Regions from separate parts of the Mus musculus genome. Here regions 1 and 3 are each linked to region 2. Evidence: chromatin contacts called from public ChIA-PET and HiChIP or PLAC-seq data. All regions are on one chromosome and are shown on one strand. Each heading gives the region's core, a stretch centred on a gene start, on an enhancer-like site or on the middle of the called end of the contact. The rest is flanking DNA. Distances are from core to core; before and after follow the strand shown.

Region 1 (2,846 bases), core at 70-2,569, 220 kb after region 2:
CCACCTTTATATTTACAATAAGCCTTAATTAGCACAATAGCTGGGTAGCTGCCTACCCTCCCTGCTGTTAGAATCTACTTTCCTATCAATAACCCCAAGTTATTACTTACTACTTACTATGTTTCATCTGGGCTGCTCTTAGCTCCAATAGGGCAGACCTCAGGGCCATGGTCTCTTGACCCTTATCCCATGGTGGCTTCTTTTCTCTTCTCTCCTGCATGTTCTTCCTCCTCATGGTGCCAAGCCTGGGAAACCTAAACCCCACCTATGTCTCTTCTGCCCAGCTATTGGCTGTGGTCATCTTTATTTGCCAATCACAGTTAACTGGGGGCAGGGTCACTTACCTAGCCTCTTGGACTCTCTCATCTCTGGGCAACCAGTTTTGGGGGCCCAAATTAGCATTAGAATACAAGCAGCAATCAGGCCAACCCACTCTATTTTGAAATCTATTTTTCTGTATATGGATTTTGGAGTCTGTGTATTTATATCTCACTCCAAAGTAAGCTGAAGCAAGCATTAGGATGTTTTTCTCTTAAAATGCTGAGAAATGAGACATTCTTTTTTTTTCTTATGAAGGACAATATTTAATTGGGGCTGGCTTACAGGTTTAGAGATTCAGTGCATTATCATCATGGTGGGAAGCATGGCAGCGTCCAGGCAGATGTGATACAGGACAAGTAGCTGAAAATTCTACATCTTGATCCAAAAGCAAACAGGAGAAGCCTGGCTCCCACATGGCTAGGAGGAGAGTCTCAAAGCCCACCTCCACAATGACATACTCCCTCCATCAAGGTCACACTAACGCTAACAAGGCTTCCTAATAGTGCCACTCCTGGTCAAATCACCACATTCCACTCCCTGGCCCTTATAGGTTTGTCCAAACATAGACATCTATGGGGGCCATACCATAATATAATGCATACCATAGCATAATGCAAAATACATTAGACCAACTTCAGAAGTCCCATAGTCTATAACAGTTTCAACAGTATTAAACATCCAAAGTTCAATGTCTTTTCTGAGATTCAATCAGTCACTTAACTGTAGTCCCCTCTAAAGTAAAAATAAAAAAGCAGATCACATACCTTAAACATCACAAGACACACATTACCATTCCAAAACATCATAGTGAGGGAATAATGGACAAAGCCAAAAACCAGCTGGGCAAACTTCAAATCTGTACCACCAAAGTGGTCTTCAGATCTCCACCTCTTTTCATCTTTATTGATCACAACAAACTTCTTTCCCCTGGGCTGGTACCACTTCCTGTTAGCAGCTTTCCTCGGCAGGTACCCATGGATCTTGCATCTCTAACATTTTGAGGTCTCCAAGGCAACTTCAACCTCACAGCTTCCTGTTCCTGATCATCTGAGATCTACACACGAGCTTCTGGACTTTTCAAAAGGGCTTGGGTCACTTCTCCGGCTCTGCCCTCTGGAGCACTCTAGGCTCTGGTTGACTCCACTTCACAGCTGCTGCTGTTCTTGATGGTCATCCCATGGTATTGGCATCACTAATATGCTGGGATTTCTCATTGCAACTAGGCTTCACAAATAGCCTCTCTCCCTTAATGGTGCCAAGTCTCAACTTTTTTGCAAGATCCATTCAGTTGTGGGGTGAGGCTGTACCAGTGGCCTCTCACAGTGCCAAGCCTCAGCTCCTCTCCATGACCCCTTCATGCCTTCAAAACCAGAAATACTTGCGTGATTCTTATACATTACCAAGTGCAGCAGCAGCCTGAGTTACAACCTTGGCTATCTCTGGAAAACAGCTTCTTTGTGCTCTCAGAAAACACTTCCCAGAAGATTTCACCTCAGGGATGCTAGTGTCTTATTAATCAACACTAATTTTTTAGGTCCAGCTAACCAGCATCAATTGTCCCAGTAGTCTCCTACTCTTGATTCTAAAGCCAGAGCCACATGGCCAAAGCTGCCAAGATCTGCTGCTTACTGGAGCTGGAACATAGTCCCCCTTATTCTGTTACCAGCTTTCTGTTTTCCAACTCCTTCACTGCCTAAGCTTGGCTGTCTTGGAACTTGCTCTGTAGTTCCAGACCTTGAACTCAGAGATCTGCATGCCTCTGTCTCCTGAATGCTTGGATCTAAGCTTTTTTTTACTTGGAACTTGCTCTGTATTAGGCTGGCCTTGAACTTGAGATCTGCTTGCCACTTTCTCCTGGGATTAAAGGTGTGCACCACCATTCCTGGCCCTAAGTTTTTTATGACCATTATTCCTCAAGATTGGGATCAGAAGGCTCAAGATCTGGATCATAGTTGTGCTCTCTGTTTCCAGATTGTAGTTCATTTCAGATTAAAAGTCCAAATGGGAACAATAACCAAATCCCTTGTTCATCTGCAAAAGCGTAAACAATAAGCTTAGCAGGGTGGGACCTTGCATTGAGGTCACCACTCCCTTAATCTGTTTATTTCCTTGAACATAGGATTCAGCTCAATTTTACTTCCTGGTGCCCCTTTATTCTTTGAACCATATGTTTTGTATTTTTCTTTTCTCAGTTTGCTCCTTTTCATTAAAAATGTTCTTCAAAGATGATACTTTAGTAACCACACAACAAAATTTATACCAGGCTGTTTTGAGAATTCCTTTGTCAAAGCAATTAACTGAAATCTCTTCACCTTAACCTCAGGCAGACTCTTCAGAACAAAAAGCAGTCATATTCTTCACCAAAATATAACAAGAACAGTCTCTAGGCTACATACTAATATTCTTCTCCTTTGATAACTCTTGAGCCAGGTCACCACTGTTCAAATCACCCTCAACACCAATGTCTTCCATATTCCTACAACGATGGCTCATTAAGCTCCACTTAGAGCATCTTACTGCCTTCC
Region 2 (2,833 bases), core at 104-2,603:
AAGGGATAAGACTAGAGTCTAAAGAAAAAAGGGTAGATTTTTTTTTTTCTTTTCTTTAACTGGATGCCTAAGGCTGAAGTGTCAAAGTTAAATCAGTAACATTTGAAGTGAAGTCAAGGAAACAATGACAGGACTTGGAAATAACCCTGAACGAGACCTTCGCTTCAGGGAAGCGGCTCGGGGATATCTTTTTGAAGGGCTGTTATGTAACAGAGCTCCTTTACAAATGAGAGGTGGCCTGAAGCTGTAAGAGGAGAGCCCTATGGCAAAGCCACCGGGTCCACAGCCGTCTCGGCTTAATTAGGGCAAAATGTAGTGCCGCGATCTTCGGAGAGTTAGCCAGCAGCTCGCCAGGGACAGGAGCTATTCTAGAAAGACTTTTCTTTTCAGCCTGCTTTCTCAAATTGGGTGAGGTCAGGGCGCCCATTCCTCGTGTAGTCGTGGAGGTGTCTACGCCTCGCACCGCGCACTCCCAGTGCTTCACTCCATCGGCAAGCACTGTAAATCTAGGGATAGCAGCCGAGCTCCTTCATCTAACCCAGCCTTGGACAGAACCCTCTCCTCAGACTGTTCAATGGGCCGTGCGCCTCCTTCCTCCATAGGTGAGGCCATACCACCACTCAGGAATTCTGCCACGGTCTGAGAATTTACCCCACTGACGCTTTCGCCAACGGATTGTTTTAAATAAAGTTTCAGTCCTTAAAGAAAAAAAAAAAAAAAAAAAGTGTGTGTGTTGGAGGGGCTGCCCGACCGAATCCTCACACCAATGAATGAAGAGGCAAGGAAGGAAGCCGGAAAGGCTTAACGGTGATTGGCTATCGTAGATGCTTTTCAGGACTGTACCAGGCCAACTCGGAGGAGGCTGGTGAACTAAGAAAGGGCATCTGCTTGTTTTTGAGCACTTCCGGTACATACGTAGAATTTTTTTTGCTTAAAAGTTTTTCTTGACTACACTACAAATGGGAAAGCGGACAAAATAAGAGAAAGATCTCGCCAGACCAGTTCCTCGTCCCCAAACCGGCGCAGTTCGCCATGTCCCCTCTCCCGACCATCCAGCCAGACACGACGGCCAGGCGCGCGCGCTCCCGTGTCACTACGTGTTTGCGGCGCCGTGCCCCTGCAGCCAATCAGAAGGCGAGGTCGCCGCGGTCGCCCGCGGTCGCGCGCACGCTCTAGAGCGCCGTGGGGGCGGGGGTTAGGGGGTGAATGGAAGAGTGAACGGGGGCGGGCTCGGCGGCGCGAGCCGCATGAATGAGAAGAACGTGCCCCGCGAGAGACGTCGCCCGCGCCCGCGCCCGCGCCCGGGAGCCAATGGGAACGTCGTGAGGCTACAGACCGGAGGCTGAGGGCAGCGGCCGCGCGCCGGCCGCACAGAGGCGAGCGTCGGCCGTCGGGAGCGCGCGGCGGCGGGGCGGGCGTGGAGCGTGCGGGGGCCGCGCGCTGCCTCTCAGAGGCCAGACGGCACTGCTGGGAGGCGGCGGCGACAACGACGGCGGTGACAACGACGGCGGCGGTGACGGGCGCCGCGCCGGGGGTGAGTACCGGGGACGCTGGCCCCTGCGGAACCGGAAGTGCTGGGCTAGTGAGGTGGGAGGGGAGAGTGACCTCTAGGGAAGGGGGACCGCGGAGGGGAGGAGGTTAAGGCCCTACCCCTCCTCGGGCTGTACGGGCCCCGAAACGGACGCCCGCAGACTAAGAGAGCCGCGGCCGCCCGCCGGGGCTTGGACCCGGTTGGTGCCCGGCTGCCCAGTTGCGGAGCCGCCGCCCCTTCCTTCCCCGGCCCGCGGTTCTCTCAGCTCCGGCGGGCCCTGCGCGCGGTGGATTCCGTGTTTTCTGGGCCAGGGGTAGTCAGTCCTGCCCCCGGTGATGACTCCCACTGCTCCAGCTGCCGGCCGGGGACTGTACTCCTTTTACCGCTCCGCGGTTCAGGCCCCTCGCCCTACACTCCACTGGTCCTTATTTTGGTTAGAGCTTCGTCCTGTGGTTACCTGTTCTTTCTCCCATCCATCGGCTGCTTCTCCCTACCCCCCACCAGCCAGGTGCTCCATGCTTTTATGCTTTTAGTACTTTGTACTTTATTTTACAAGTAGGGCTTGAATGTATCTGACAGTATTTTATCACTAGCCGTCTATTCCTGGGGAAGTTTAAAGTTCCTTAACCAGTTGGCCAAATGAAACCACTAAAACGAGAAACAAGAAAGTGACTAAAGTTATTAGAAGTAGTCGTAGAATAGATACATGTTACATTGCAGACCATTTTTGTCCTCTTGGGTTTACTTCCTGGTTAATGCCATCTTGTCCAGGATAATCTTAGGTTAGATCTCCATCCTTTTATCCCAGTGTGAGCCTGCTTTGTATCAGACAGATCTGTCCGGTGCTCATGAATGCATACAAATTCATCTAGTGTTTGTAAGAATTCTATCGCCAGGTACTTGGGCACCTACGTCGATCTGTAATAATACTCTTTTTAAACTTCTTCTTGGATCTTTCCTTCATAGCATGTATTCATTCTTCTATATGACATCTCCATTTCTATATATTCAAATTTAGTGTTCTGTGCTATAAGGTTTGGTTATTTTAACAAATAATACATGTGCTGTCCACTGCACTGCTCCAAAGGAACTACTTATATCAAACCTTATGAAAGTCTTCAAACTACACATCTTGAATTGTTTGTTGTTGTTTTGAGACAGGATCTCTGTACATAACTGTTGCTGCCCTGGAATTCACTTTGTAAGACCAAGCTGATTTCTAACTCAGAGTTCTGACTTCCTGTGCCTCCCAAGTGCTGGGATTGAGGTCGAGAGCTACCACACCTGGCTCTGTATTGTTTG
Region 3 (3,094 bases), core at 14-2,513, 180 kb after region 2:
CTGGATGCTACTCATCCTGGAGGGAGTTTCACTAGAAGGGGGACTGCATTACTCAGGTTCCCTGGAGGTGGGGGTTGGTGCCTAGACTAGGGGTGGGTTTCGGGAAAGCCCCAGGTAATCTAATCACAGAGAGGAAACTGGGCTACAGCCTCCTTCCCCACTGCATTCCAACCACCACAGGTTACCTAATGCATCATCCAGGAACTATGTCTCTTCAGTGTGTCATCTGAGGTTCAGAATGGTTCTAGTTATAGGAAGAGTCTATGTGGGCCCTTTGTTGTAAACCTGATTGACAGGTAATAGGCTGCAATGGAAGGAAGTCTTGGGTTAAATTCTTCCTACCTTTGAAATTCTGCCAAATGAACTTACTTCTTAGCAAGCAAGCAAAGGGGGTTAACCCATCTATCTGTATTGAGGCGTAGTTCTGGTAATCACCCAAATGGATATCTTTTATCATTGTTATACTTTATTATTATTAAAAGAAGATATGTGCCAGGCGTGTGCCACCACGCCTTTAATCCCAGCATTTGAGAGACAGAGGCAGGTAAGTTTCTGAGTTCGAGGCCAGCTTGGTCTACAGAGTGAGTTCCAGGATGGCCAGGGTTACACAGAGAAACACTATCTCGAGAAAAACCAAAAAAAAAAAAAAAAAAAAAAAAACTAAAACATATTAATGGTACCATGTCAAATAATCCAGGCAGCACTATCTGGACTCAGTAAGCTATTTAAAAACAATTTAAAATGTAGAGTTGGGAGGGGATGTGTTGCTCCTGGGGCCAGAAGAGTTGGGGGCAGAGGGAGTCGATATGATCAAAATATGTGTGCATGCATATGAAATTCTCAAAGAACAAATAAATAACACTAAAACTAATCCCGAAAGACTTCAGTCAAAGGTTCTTGGGGAATATCTAGCTCAAAAATTGCCCAAAGAAGGGAGGCTGCTTGCTGAGAGTTACATATAGCTAGGGAAATGTAGGGCCGGAGAATTGGTCTTTCTCAATTAAAAAATATCCTAAAATTACCCATGTGGCCATAGCATTGATCTGCTATTCCAGGTTTTACTTGATGTTCTGAATCCCCTTGGGGGATTGTTGATGACATATTCACCATCTAGGATGTGCACAGAGTCTCTGCATAGTCTGAAGAGTTCTTCTCTTCTCCAGCGGAGATGATTTCCCAGCTGTCTCCTTAAGAGCGTTGGAAGGAAGAAAAAAAAAGTTCATTTTGATAGCCCAAGTGTGGTGTCATCGGTGGGAGGAAGTAAAGCTCTGTTTCCATGGGAACAGTATAGAGTTTTCAAGTTGGTTTAAAGAATAATAATAAGCTGAATGTTAGGACTGAGACCATCCATATCCCCATGGCTTAACCACGGGGACTTAACCTGCTTTCACTAATTGTTCCAGGGAAACCAAGCCAAGGGAGAGGGTTGTAAACCAAGAAGCAGATTCATGGTGGCTTCATGGATCCATGCAAGTTACTTACCCGAGGACACTGTAGTCTCTTCTCAACAAATAGCTCACTTGCCAAGACCAGCCTCCTGCCCCATCCCTTCCTGTGCCAGTGATAAGTCACAGACTTCATTTAATCCTGACTTGTTTTCTGCCTTGAAAAGAATCTACATAAACCCCTGAGTCTAGTCCTCTAAATCCTGGGAATGTTTGTCATTGAACGCCACCCTTAGATATTCTAGAAAAAGTCTATTAAGGTAGTAGTCTTAAAGAAGTTTTAAAACAAAGCTTTATTATTACTATTACCTGCTACGGTTATTACCAGTGTTACTATTGTTATGGTGTGTGAGAGTGCACACACACTCCTGTCTCAGTTCACTTGTGGAAGTCAGAGGACAACTTTATCCTGCTAAGCCACCTCATCACCTCAGCTGAAGGCCTTTTAGCCACTGCAGGCTAAATGAGCTTACCTTTCTTTGAGCAGTGTGGCTTTTTGAAGTTATTAGTTGACAGAGTTACTGGAAGACATTTTGCATTCTCCCTCTCCTTCCCCCTCTCCCTCTCCCTCTCCCTCTCCCTTCTCCCTCTCCCTTCTCCCTCTCCCTCCCCCTCCCCCTCTCCCTCTCCCTTCTCCCTCTCCCTTCTCCCTCTCCCTCCCCCTCCCCACCCCCCCTCTCCCTCTCCTCCCTCTCTCTGTGTCTGCCTTTGTGTATGTGTGTTTATTTTTCCTTTTATTAAAATTAGATTTTTTTCTCACATAATATATCCTGATCACAGTTTCCCATCCTCTACTCCTCCAGTTCCTCCCTGGCCCCCCTCGCATTTGGATCTGCTCCAATTCTTTCTCTCCTCAGAAAACAAACAGGCTTCTAAGGGACAATAATAAAATAAGACAAAACTAACATACCTGAATTAGACAGAACCAAACCAAAAGGAAAAGAATCTAAGAGAAGGCACAAGAAACTGAGATGCACTCATTCGAACACGCAGGAATCCCATTAAAAACACTAAACAAGAAACCATAATCTATACACAAAGCACCTGGTGCACACACAAGCAGGTCATGAGTGTGCTGTCCCAGGCTGTGAGTTCAGATGAGCTTCATTTGTGTCACTTACAGGGCCTTTTTTCTTGGTGTTCTCCATCCACTATGGCTTTTACAGCCTTTCTGCTCCTTTTCCCAAGAGTTCCCTGAGCCCCTAGAAGAGTGATTCAATGGTGACATCCCTTTTAAGGCCAACTGTTCCCAAGTCTCTCACTCTTTGCATAAAGTCTGGTTTCTCTGTATCTGTTTTCATCTGCTGCAGGAGAGAGAATCTCTAATGATGGCTGACAACACACTGATCTATGAATGTAGTAGAATGTCAGTAGGAGTAATTATATATATATATATTATTTTATATATGTATAAAATAATATATTAAATAATGTATAATATTAAATTACATATATATGCAATATTTATGTGTTTTAGTATGTTATGTACATTTTATATGTTCTAATATATATTACACACACACACACACATACACACACACATACACACACACACACACATTAGGACAGTACTATTTGGTTTCCCCCTAAATCCCTGGCTATTTAGTATCTGGTTCTTGGTCACCCAAGAAGCGTTGGGTATGAGTTTC

What was found. ChIA-PET counts read pairs in DNA pulled down with a chosen protein or histone mark. HiChIP or PLAC-seq counts read pairs in DNA pulled down with a chosen protein or histone mark.
Region 1: a contact with region 2 is called in an RNA polymerase II ChIA-PET map of memory CD8 T cells, with 21 read pairs. The contact joins the enhancer-like site here to the promoter of Zdhhc5 in region 2. A contact is called at or near these places in 14 of 39 promoter capture datasets (the 3T3-L1 cell line, the C10 cell line, the HPC-7 cell line and 10 more), 2 of 484 Hi-C or Micro-C datasets (B cells and CD4 T cells), 11 of 115 datasets of contacts at active chromatin or transcription factors (bone marrow-derived macrophages, craniofacial prominence, embryonic stem cells and 7 more) and 3 of 9 other capture datasets (adipose tissue, liver and macrophages).
Region 3: a contact with region 2 is called in an H3K4me3 HiChIP or PLAC-seq map of bone marrow-derived macrophages, with 3 times the contacts expected there. The contact joins the enhancer-like site here to the promoter of Zdhhc5 in region 2. A contact is called at or near these places in 3 of 39 promoter capture datasets (cranial neural crest, frontonasal cranial neural crest and liver), 4 of 115 datasets of contacts at active chromatin or transcription factors (bone marrow-derived macrophages, microglia and pancreatic cancer cells) and 1 of 9 other capture datasets (macrophages).

Annotation. Positions count from the first base shown.
Region 1 is chr2:84,497,589-84,500,434 of GRCm38.p6, reverse strand. No RefSeq gene overlaps it. Among named protein-coding and RNA genes, the nearest start is that of Gm13710, 7.9 kb to the left of the region's middle. Within about 2 kb of position 1,319, at least 10 of the 459 cell types and tissues checked have an H3K27ac peak or open chromatin away from gene starts, as enhancers often do. A contact at or near this core is called in memory CD8 T cells, where this site is marked.
Region 2 is chr2:84,713,684-84,716,516 of GRCm38.p6, reverse strand. It overlaps Zdhhc5 (zinc finger, DHHC domain containing 5), which reads left to right and starts at 1,353. Exons shown (of 12, transcript NM_144887.4): 1 at 1,353-1,534.
Region 3 is chr2:84,536,325-84,539,418 of GRCm38.p6, reverse strand. No RefSeq gene overlaps it. Among named protein-coding and RNA genes, the nearest start is that of Gm13710, 31 kb to the right of the region's middle. Within about 2 kb of position 1,263, at least 8 of the 459 cell types and tissues checked have an H3K27ac peak or open chromatin away from gene starts, as enhancers often do. A contact at or near this core is called in bone marrow-derived macrophages, where this site is marked.